Linked DNA regions of Danio rerio: all the other regions are linked to region 1. The links are chromatin contacts, called in public Hi-C maps. All regions are on one chromosome and are shown on one strand. Each heading gives the region's core, a stretch centred on a gene start, on an enhancer-like site or on the middle of the called end of the contact. The rest is flanking DNA. Distances are from core to core; before and after follow the strand shown.

What was found. A called contact is a pair of places that touch in the nucleus more often than the background predicts.
Region 2: a contact with region 1 is called in a Hi-C map of an unstated tissue, with 8 times the contacts expected there. The contact joins two enhancer-like sites. A contact is called at or near these places in 9 of 18 Hi-C or Micro-C datasets (caudal fin, embryo, fibroblasts and 2 more) and 1 of 4 datasets of contacts at active chromatin or transcription factors (caudal fin).
Region 3: a Hi-C map of an unstated tissue shows a contact between it and region 1, with 2.6 times the contacts expected there. The contact joins two enhancer-like sites. A contact is called at or near these places in 2 of 18 Hi-C or Micro-C datasets (caudal fin and an unstated tissue).

The regions. Positions count from the first base shown.
Region 1 is chr23:36,580,500-36,584,000 of GRCz12tu, forward strand. No RefSeq gene overlaps it. Among named protein-coding and RNA genes, the nearest start is that of csrnp2, 31 kb to the right of the region's middle. Within about 2 kb of position 2,037, at least 4 of the 62 cell types and tissues checked have an H3K27ac peak or open chromatin away from gene starts, as enhancers often do.
Region 2 is chr23:36,408,049-36,411,351 of GRCz12tu, forward strand. itga5 (integrin, alpha 5 (fibronectin receptor, alpha polypeptide)) reads right to left here. Exons shown (of 30, transcript NM_001004288.2): 27 at 2,068-2,181; 28 at 1,301-1,402; 29 at 1,069-1,191. Among named protein-coding and RNA genes, the nearest start is that of rapgef3, 85 kb to the left of the region's middle. Within about 2 kb of position 1,718, at least 6 of the 62 cell types and tissues checked have an H3K27ac peak or open chromatin away from gene starts, as enhancers often do.
Region 3 is chr23:36,343,139-36,346,688 of GRCz12tu, forward strand. All of the region lies in intron 2 of rapgef3 (Rap guanine nucleotide exchange factor (GEF) 3), which reads left to right. All of the region lies in intron 7 of LOC137489139 (a long non-coding RNA gene), which reads right to left. Among named protein-coding and RNA genes, the nearest start is that of rapgef3, 20 kb to the left of the region's middle. Within about 2 kb of position 1,958, at least 3 of the 62 cell types and tissues checked have an H3K27ac peak or open chromatin away from gene starts, as enhancers often do.

The DNA.
Region 1 (3,501 bases), core at 787-3,286:
TTAACCAAGTTGTATGAGTTTTTCAAGTGCATTTGCTTTGTAAAACCCCAACAAAAGCATCAGTTAAAAGCATACAACAGTGGCAGAGTTAATCCTTTAAGGACAACATCACATTTTAGGCAGCATGCGGCAATGTTTTCCACAGTCAAAGTGTACAGGAACAGAACACAAGCACCCTTGGGACAAAGAGGCATTTGGTCACGGTACCCACCAAGCTGCTTCCTCTCACAGAGGGGATACAGGAAAATGACCAGTCATCAAAACAGATGCATTGTTATGTTTAACATCATCAACAGACACCAGTTTGATAGGGTTCATTCACTCATTCATTAACTTTCCTTCGCTTAGTCTCTGATTTATCAGGGGTCGCCACAGCGGAATGAATCGCAAATTATTCCAGCATATGTTTTATGCAGAGGATACCTTTACAACCCCAACACAGTACTAGGAAACATCCATACACTCTCGCATTCACACACACACACATTCACACACACACACACACTCATACACTACAGCCAATTTAGCTAACCCAATTCATCTATAGCCTATGTCTTTGGACTGTGGGGGAAACCGGAGCACCCGGAGGAAACCCACACCAACATGGGGAGAACATGCAAACTCCACACAGAAATGCTAACTGACCCATGCCGGGACTCGAACCAGTGACCTTGCTGTGAGGCGTCAGTGCTAACCACTTAGCCACCATGTCACCCATTTTCCTTGGTTTTCAACAGAAAAAAGAAACTATAAAGATTTATAACCACTTTAAGGTGAGTAAATACTGAGCCAATTTTAATTTTTCAGGTGAACTATCCCTTTAACGCCACCCTTGATCTACCCTTTCCTAAATTAAATGTTAAAAGTAAAAGTGCTTATTGTTCAACAAGCCATATAGAGCCTTAAATAAGCCTTGTCTTTTCCCAAATGCAATTCTTCACCAGGATGTCAGGACGTTTCCTCAGGCCATCCCTTCCTCTGTCATTCTCAATGACTCTATGGAACATTAGAGACGTTCATGTGCTTATTGAAAGGTCTGTATGGTTTCACAGCATGTCTGTGATGCTATCATCATCGCTCACTTTTTCAAACCAAAAACAATCTTGTGCGAGCATTAAAGTGATAAATGATTGAAAGTGAGAACACTAAGCTGAAAGACAGGCTGATTCAGGCATCTGGGGTGTGAATAAACTGAAGATGACTGCATATAATGAGGTGTCGGATGGCTTGGCAGGCCAGATATTTGCCATAATTAAATGCAATATTTTGTTGTTGTCGTTGTTGTTTTAAATTAAGAGAGCCCTTGAAAATTTTGATTTCATTGGATTTATTTTGTATGGTCTGAGTAAAATGTTAATATATTTTTTGTTCTAGTTTAAAGATAAAGAAAAAGGTTAGATCTTTTTTTGTGTGTGTGTATGTATTTTTAATCAGGGATTTCCATGGAATATTGATTTCTTAACTTAAAACATTGGTATTGTATTGTCTAAAAATGTTCTAAATGACAACTTTTATTTGAAAGTTGAAAGAAAATGTAGATTTACTAAATAAAACAAATTAGTTTTGATGCAAACACATAAATAATTGCCATGAATCTGTGTTTTCAGTATATTTCCAATAGCTGTATACTATATATACAGTTGAAGTCAGAATCAATAGCTCTCCTGATTATTTCTGTTTAACAGAGACATTTTTTAACACATTTCTAAACTTAATAGTTTTAATAACTAATTTCTAATAAACAATTTCTTTTCTTTTTGCAATGATGACAATTAATAATATAAATAGATATTTTTTTCAAGATAGCCTACTTGTATTCAGCAGTAATAGGTCTGCAGTTGATCTGCAAGTACATATTCCAGATCTACTGTGGGTTGTTTTTGGTTCAGTTGCAATGAACAAGGGCAAACAGTGAACAAGACAGAAAATGTCATCTCCTCATGCAGCACAAGGTTTATGTCTGAGGAAGACGGCAGGTTTTCCCTGGATGTGAGCCTGCTAACTAAACATCTGCCAGGATCAGGAGTGCTTCTGCTTCATTCATGGCCCTCTGTCGCCCTCTGGTGGAACGGATCACTTAAATGTTGATTTTACTTGCACTGTGTGTGAGGAATTAAAGGGATAGTTAGATAGTTAGACCTCCTTTCTTCTGTGGGACACAAAAGCAGATATTTTGTTAGTAGAAGAGTGTTAGAAACCGGTAACCTAAAGGAAAACTCATACTGGACGACAAAGATTACACATCTTCAGCATTATTCAAAACATTCAATTCAATTCATCTTTATCTCTACAGCACTTTTACAATGTAGATTGTGTCAAAGCAGCTTTACATAGAAGTTCTAGTAAATTGAAACTGTCAGTCCAGTTTTCAAAGTTCAAGTCCTTGTGCGGCAAAAAATTAGGTTTGCTGATGGTGCGCAGCTTTCGTGCCTAGAGAGGGGTTTGGGTCTTTAATAACCTACGACAGTTTGCGCTCATTGAACAGTAAGAATGATTCATAAATCCAAATGAAACAGTCCCTTAAAAGTCCCGTCTTGCTTTCAGTTTCGGGCTCTGGCGCGTTTTGCACTCACACACAAGCATACCACGCCAAAGCCCAAGTGAACCATGCTCAGGCACACCTCTTCCAACCGGGCCAGGGCCGGCCAAGTGAACCATGCCTGAGCCCGATTCAGAGCACTCACACTCCTCAAACGATCCAGAAAACGGGCCTGAGCATGGTTCGGATAGCATAGTGCGAGTAGGCCCTAAGGGTAAATAAATCATGACAGAATTGACAGTTTTTGGTAAAGTACATGTATTATACTAATTGGGACTAAGTTATTACACATGTAACAGTAATGAACATTGAGTACACCACTTGTTTACTTTTCAGTAAGCCTACTGCAATCATAAAACTGGTGAACAGATAGGCAGGCCTACAATATAAGAAATATTTGTAGCACACTTATTAGCTTGTGAAATTACACTTTGATGTAAATGCTAGTTTCTGTAGTATCCCAGGTAGCAAAGAATTCTGGCCCAGATTTGGCATAAAGCTGACACAGCAGGCATTCATCTGGCACTGGCATACTGCATGTGTGCCAATCATGGCCCGGGTTTTACAGAGGTGGCACCGTCTTTAAGGCGGCACATAAGATTTGGGCCAGATGTCAAATGTAGTATTTGGCCCAGATGTTAAAAATGTATATTTGGACCATGTAAGTTTGGCCTGTCTTGACCCACATTTAAAATACATTTAAATTATTTTGAGTAAAGAAAAAAATCTTCCAGTCGGGTGTGTCCATAAAGCAAAAGTGTGGTCATAAAGCGAAATCAGTCATTGCAGTCGTGACACACCAACTATTCTGGCCCAGTTCAGGTCCAGTTATGGGTTATTAACTTGGCTGAGACTTGGCCCAGATATGGTCCATATTTGGCCCTTGTATGGAAGCCAGACCTGGTAAAATCATGTACCGTAATTCAATGTGGCATGTGGGCCAAGCAAAAGCTGTTTGTGTG
Region 2 (3,303 bases), core at 468-2,967, 170 kb before region 1:
TCATTAACATCTGTGAACTTATTATAGCCTAACTTGGTGTATTTATACTCTAATATTAGCAAAGTTACTTTTAATTAAAAGAATGTTAAATAATATACTATTTGTAGGTAGTTTTTTTATGTAACGAACAATAGTTCACTACAAAAGAGAACTAGTCTGACTACAATAGAAAAGTAGCAGATTATCAATTAGCAACATGCTAGTTCAGCTATTTGGGATAGGCTACCATTTTGATATCCCTACTACATGTTGACTGTATTGAATATGAAATTGTTTACAGTTATAAGTCTTTCTGATTAGGGAGAAAAAAACTGTAGCTTGAGATTAGATTTGGGATTGTCTCTATTTAAAGGCTCTATAAAATTAAAATAGTATCAATATTAATAGTTTTTCTATTATAGGTTATCTGTAAGCTTGTGCGCACTGAAATAGTAACAAAATTCAAGTTTATGAGATATAAAATTGATATACACATGTAAAGCTTGTAGTTTGTCACTAATGCTGAATGGATCAACAGTTTTATTTACGTCACCTCATACTTCAGTTTCCCCATCAAACCTTGACCAATCAAATGCTCTCTAGTATCTGACATGCCCCGCCCTCTACAAGAGGCTCCACATTTGATGCGCTTGTGCTCAACCTCACTCATTGGCAGAGTGGTGATAAAACAAAACACGATTGGCTGTATTTTTTTGTTTTTTTTTAAGGGAGGAGCTACTCTATATCCCTCAGTACACTTCACCCTCTCTTCATGTTTTGGTTGAGATTGCGATAAACAACGAATAAAAATATACATTTAAAAGCACTTCACGGGACCTTTTAAGTATAATATTTAGTTAAAATTCCTTACTATCTTGCTTAATAGCCAGGTTTGGAAAAAAAAATGGATAAGAATTGGTTTACAATTAGCAACAACCTACTCTAGAAAGAAAGGTATGATTTAGTTTTCTTAAAACAAGTACATGTGGTTACAAGGCTTTAAGATTAAAAAGAAAATGCTTAGTTACAACAAAGTCCAACAACCTGAATTCTTGACCACAGCTAGAAATGAAATCGGCAGATGCTGACCTTGTAGAGGACGTAGATGAGCAGCGCGAGCAGCAGAAGACCAGCTAGAATCGCCAGAATGATGATCCACAGAGGAACAGCGTACGAACTGTCCGGCTTATTCCACACCACAGGAGTCACCATCTGCAGTTCACACAAACATCAGCAGAGCATTTTTACAACTAAATACATTCTGTCTAATAATGAACATGAATTAGATTTGATAAAAATATATAAAATGACCGAAGTTTACCTTTTTAGAGCCACTAGGAGTCACCTTAGGCAAAATGGCATATGGCATCTTTTCCACTTTGTAACTAGCATGGCACTCCAGAATAAAGTTTTTATAAGTGTTCTGTAAATAAATCACGGAAAGCACAATTATATGTTATGAATAAGATCAACAATATCATAATTTATTAATGGCGTGTCTGCAGCAAAGGCATTATAGTGGCTAAAACATTGACGTTTAAAAGAAAAGGATACCAAACTAAATATAAAATTATAAATGATCTTAAGTACATCTAAAACAGTTACTGTAAACAACGCTGTTCAGCATTCATTTCATTCTCTACTAAATTTAATTTTTAATGTAACAGTCCTAGTCGCATCCAGATGGTGGCAGTATTGCTTCACTGGATCCCAACATTTTCTGACATTCCAATGCGCTGAGCTCTCAGGACTTCTCTTAATGTATTTTCAATGCACTGGCTTATAAACTTTGCATTGGCTGGAGCTGCATGTAAGGAGTCTCTCAAAAGAGCTCCTGTTTACACACCATCTGATTCTCTTCAACTTGAGTTAAACAGACACCACCAAATCTACATTACTACCTACAAAATATATCAGGAAATAACCACACTATACACTAAATTTTTAATCTGTTCAATCATTGAGGTGGACTTGGAGAGGGGTCTTATTTGAGATTTCAGAGTATAAAATTTGACTGTAAAAGCATCCATCATTTTGTTTTCAGTGCACTATTAGTAATCATTTCAAGAGACAACACTTTCTGCTCACCTCCATAAACGTTTCAGCCCAAATTCGTGAGCGAACATGAAGTATGGCACTCGTCCCTCGCTCCAACAGGCCAACATTACACATCAGAGTCCAACAGTCCACACTGGAGCAAGACTAAAACAACAGACAAGGAGATACAACGGAGTAACATCAATTTCAAAATTTGCTTTTGCTTATTTTATTTTTTCAGTCAAAAAGAAAGAGAAATATTTTAGGGTAAAGAAAACAAACAAAATCACAGATTTTTCCTGCATTTTTACCAAACATTCAAACTATTTTGGAATTTATAATGATTATAATGAAGTTTTCTATGTTATTGCTGCTTGTTTGTTATTTAAAATGAGCTAAAACACAATAATTCTTAATAACTTAATTGTTTTATGTTCAATCCACTTAAATTTGTAAAAACTATTAACTTAATCAATTTGTGTTGAGACAATATGAAGGTATTGTGTGGAGCCGAGTGTATTTCATCACACAGCATTTTTAGTTCCTGTCAGAAGCCACTGTAAACCCTTCATGAGAGCTGTTATTCAAATAAACAAATGCCACTGAAACGTAGCAACAGCATAAAAATTGCATTTCCAGGACTGAAATAAATAAATTCACCATAAAAGCATGCCTGGCTGTCATTTGCGACATGAGCTCTAATTAAAAAACCCAACTATAATTACCAATATGAGGATTCGTAGGGAAAGATGGACCATGAGACAGACATTAGCGTCACAAGCCATCGGCATTGACAAAGAGCCCAATGTTAGCGTATTGTACATCGACTGCTTTAAATTAGTGGCAATTCACTGGTAGAGTCACAGGACTGTAAAATCCTGACTACAGTCGCCTAAAGACAAATTCCGTCCCACCAACGCAATAACATTCAGCTCCCTGGATTTTACAGGCTGTACATTACCACATTCATCATCAGATCCCTGTGGCATGACACTAGTTACATTAGGAGGGGGGAAAACGATCACTGAACATGCAACTATATTTATTTAACAGTGAATGGATTTGCTCAACTTTTGAGGTCTGCAATAAGTTTTGTTTGAACCATGATCAAGCGGCTAATAATTACTTGCTAATACTAATAACATGTGTTCAGGACATCTGGAATGGCAAAGAAAGCGTTCTTGCAGGACTCCCAGAGTTATCAAGATTCTTTGGATTCATCTTCAATGCCTCCTCCTTTATTTTACCCCAGACATGCTCAATAATGTTCATGTTTGGTAACTGGGC
Region 3 (3,550 bases), core at 708-3,207, 240 kb before region 1:
TGTAAGCAAGTATCAAAGTTTTGGATTTGATGCAAGCTTCAACTGGTTACCATGCAGGGAGATAAAAAAAGAGATGTTGTAAAGAATATAGCTTGGACTCGTTGAAGAAAACCTGTCCCTTTTCATAATGCTGACATCTTTATTTTAATAACTTCAAGGTGATCCACTGGAAAAAAAATACATAAAAAAAAACAATACCACCATTTACTGTAGTGTGGACTGCAGAAATATTGCAATATGTATCAGTATTTCCCCCACCCATCTATTATTACATCATCTTAGTTTGTATCCATCATCTACATATCTACATATTTTCATTTGTCGATCATATACATTTCTGTCTAAGCATCTATAGCCATCCATGCATCATCTATCTCTTCATTTGTCTATCATCCATCTATATTTATCTTCCTTATGTAACAATCTGTCTATCCTGAATTATTTTGATTGATCATATTTCATGATCAGGTGATCTCAGATACTTCCCAGCACCTCTGAGTCAATATCTCTGTGTATTTTCTGTACTGGAGCATGTGATCCAGACGGCTGCAGTTTCACTCTACACAGTTTACTCAGTCAACAGAGCCACAGGGTGGAGAGATCTCCACGCTGGCCAACCTTATACTAAGTTTAATCAAGCATGAGGATGCAGTGAACCTAACCACCTGAGAATCATCCAACCATTTTTACTGTCCATTTTTTCCACCGAAAGTAAACCAAGCAGGAAAAACGCTGAGAAAAAAACATCTGTTTTTTTAAACAACTTATACACGTACCTTAAAGGGACTATCTGCTTTATTTCAAGAGTTCACACTTAGCTGATGATTGATTACAAAGCGTATTTGGCAAGCTGTCCCAGCAAAGAGCCCTGAGCTCATAAGATCCTCGAGCCCAAAGTTCTATCTATCTATCTATCTATCTATCTATCTATCTATCTATCTATCTATCTATCTATCTATCTATCTATCTATCTATCTATCTATCTATCTATCTATCTATCTATCTATCTATCTATCTATCTATCTATCTATCTATCTATCTATCTATCTATCTATCTATCTATCTATCTATCTATCTATCTATCTATCTATCTATCTATCTATCTATCTATCTATCTATCTATCTATCTATCTATCTATCTATCTATCTATCTATCTATCTATCTATCTATCTATCTATCTATCTATCTATCTATCTATCTATCTATCTATCTATCTATCTATCTATCTATCTATCTATCTATCTATCTATCTATCTATCTATCTATCTATCTATCTATCTATCTATCTATCTATCTATCTATCTATCTATCTATCTATCTATATCTATCTATCTATCTATCTATCCTCTCATTCCAGCGTAATAATCAAGGGACTTTGCTGCCGTACCATGGCTGCGCAATGATATTACCCTGCTGTCACATAATTATCTAGCTGGGAACTGTTTTCAGGTGTTGCATGATATCATTGTGCCTGGTGCAGCTATGGCACAGCAGCAAAGTCCTTGATTATTACTCCAGAATGGTGTAACTAAAGAAGTCAAGCTTTTTTATTTATTTTTTATTTTTTTGAGTAAGTGAGTAAGATGCTAATAGTGTATTCCTATTTATCCTAAGCTAACCCAAAAGTACTCCTGGCAAACCTGAATATCAGCTGAATACATTCAAATATGGTAAAACTCAAAAGTTTGACTCTAAGGGACTTATTAAATGACCCTATTTCTTTAAGATCTTTATGAGAACTCATAAATCAGCTTTCAATGTTGGCAGTGTTGACTCAAAGCTGATGGGTTTTCTGTGGGCGTCTGCTGCTTTAGCTCCCTGGGTGGTGTGGCATAGTGTTGTGGTTATAGAAATAGTAAAAAGCTGTCATCATTTACTCACTCGCATGCTGCCTTAAACCTGGATGACTTCTGTGGAACAGCGAAGGAGATATTTTACTCACACTGGTGTCATTTAGCAGAATACTATAGAGGCTTTGAATGACATTAGAGTGACTAAATGATGACAGAAGTATCCTGAAGGGAGCAGGAAAGGGCGCTGAAGTATTATGTTAATAACCATGAGCCATTATGATTGTTCATGCAGGAGAAAAACTGTGAGATTAGTTTTCAGAAAACCAATAAAGATACATTATCAGGGAAAGGCCATAAATAGCAGGATATGCTTCTTAATGCCTGACAGCATTAGTCAGTTAATGTGGAGAAACACCTGCCATGGGAACAGAGTCTGATAATGCCTCATAAAAACTGAGTTATGAGGAGAAAGAGGTTGAATTTGGGCATTTTAAGCACTGAAGAGGTTTTTTTTTTTTTAATAAACAGGGTTATAAACAGTTATAGAGCAATGCTATAGCGTGTGTCCTTAGTGGATCAAGTTGGTTCACTTGGTCATCATGGTAACGCCCCCCTGGAGCTATTTTCTAGTCATGCAACTTTAGATCCTGTCTGTTTGAGTGGAGAAAGAATGAAATCTCCAAGGTGCCATTACAGTTTCAAATCACAGATAAAATCTAACAACAATGGAGTCATAAATTTGGCCGCATTAAAACAAAACAGGTAAGGCCAGCCCAGCCCAGCAATGTTATTGTTGTTTAAGTCTTTAAAGGTCCTCTAAAGTGCTTTGAAATGTGCATTTTTATTTAAAGTTTGACATAATCTCAACTGAAAAACAAAGAGGGCGGGATAAAGAGTAGCTCCTGCCCTTTAAAAAACAGCCATTACCATTTTGTTTTTCTCACAATTTTGCCAGTTGAAATCAAGCGCATCAAATGAAAAGCAAATGAGAAGCGTTTTGAAGGGGGCGGGGCTTGTCAGATACTAGAGTATTTGATTGGTCTAGATATGATGAAAATCAGGTAAAGTGTGAGGTGACGTGAAAAAAAAATGTTGATGCATTTAGGTGGAATTCATGTTTAAATTAGTTTTATATCTTCTAGATACAAATTTAGTCATTGTTTTGTACCACACTGGCTTATAAATATTATTGAAGACTAACATACTGATACTAACATCTACAAATGTTGTTTTAATTTCCCTGGATCTTTAAAATGTCTTTAGTTTTTTTTTTTTTTTTTTCAAAATATATTTATTGGGTTTTGTTTGAACTACAGAATGAAAAACATCAAATAAATAACATTAAATAAAAAGACTTAAATAAAAAAAAATATATATATATATACATATATATAAATATATATATATATATATATATATATATATATATATATATATATATATATATATATATATATATATATATATATATATAACATAAGTAAAAGAAAAACTTATTATGAAGTATTAAAATATCAGGAATCCAACAAATGGTTAAAAAGGTGAAAATAAACGTATAAATAAATGACATAAATTTGAATAATAACAATACATAATAAAAAACAATAAAAATGGGCAGCACGGAGGTGCAGTGGGTAGCACAATCACCTCAGAGCAAGAAGGTCGCTGGTTTGAGTCCTGACATCCCAGTGATGGGTTGCAGCTGAAAGGGCATTCATTGCATAAAACATATGCTGGATAAGTTGACAGTTCATTC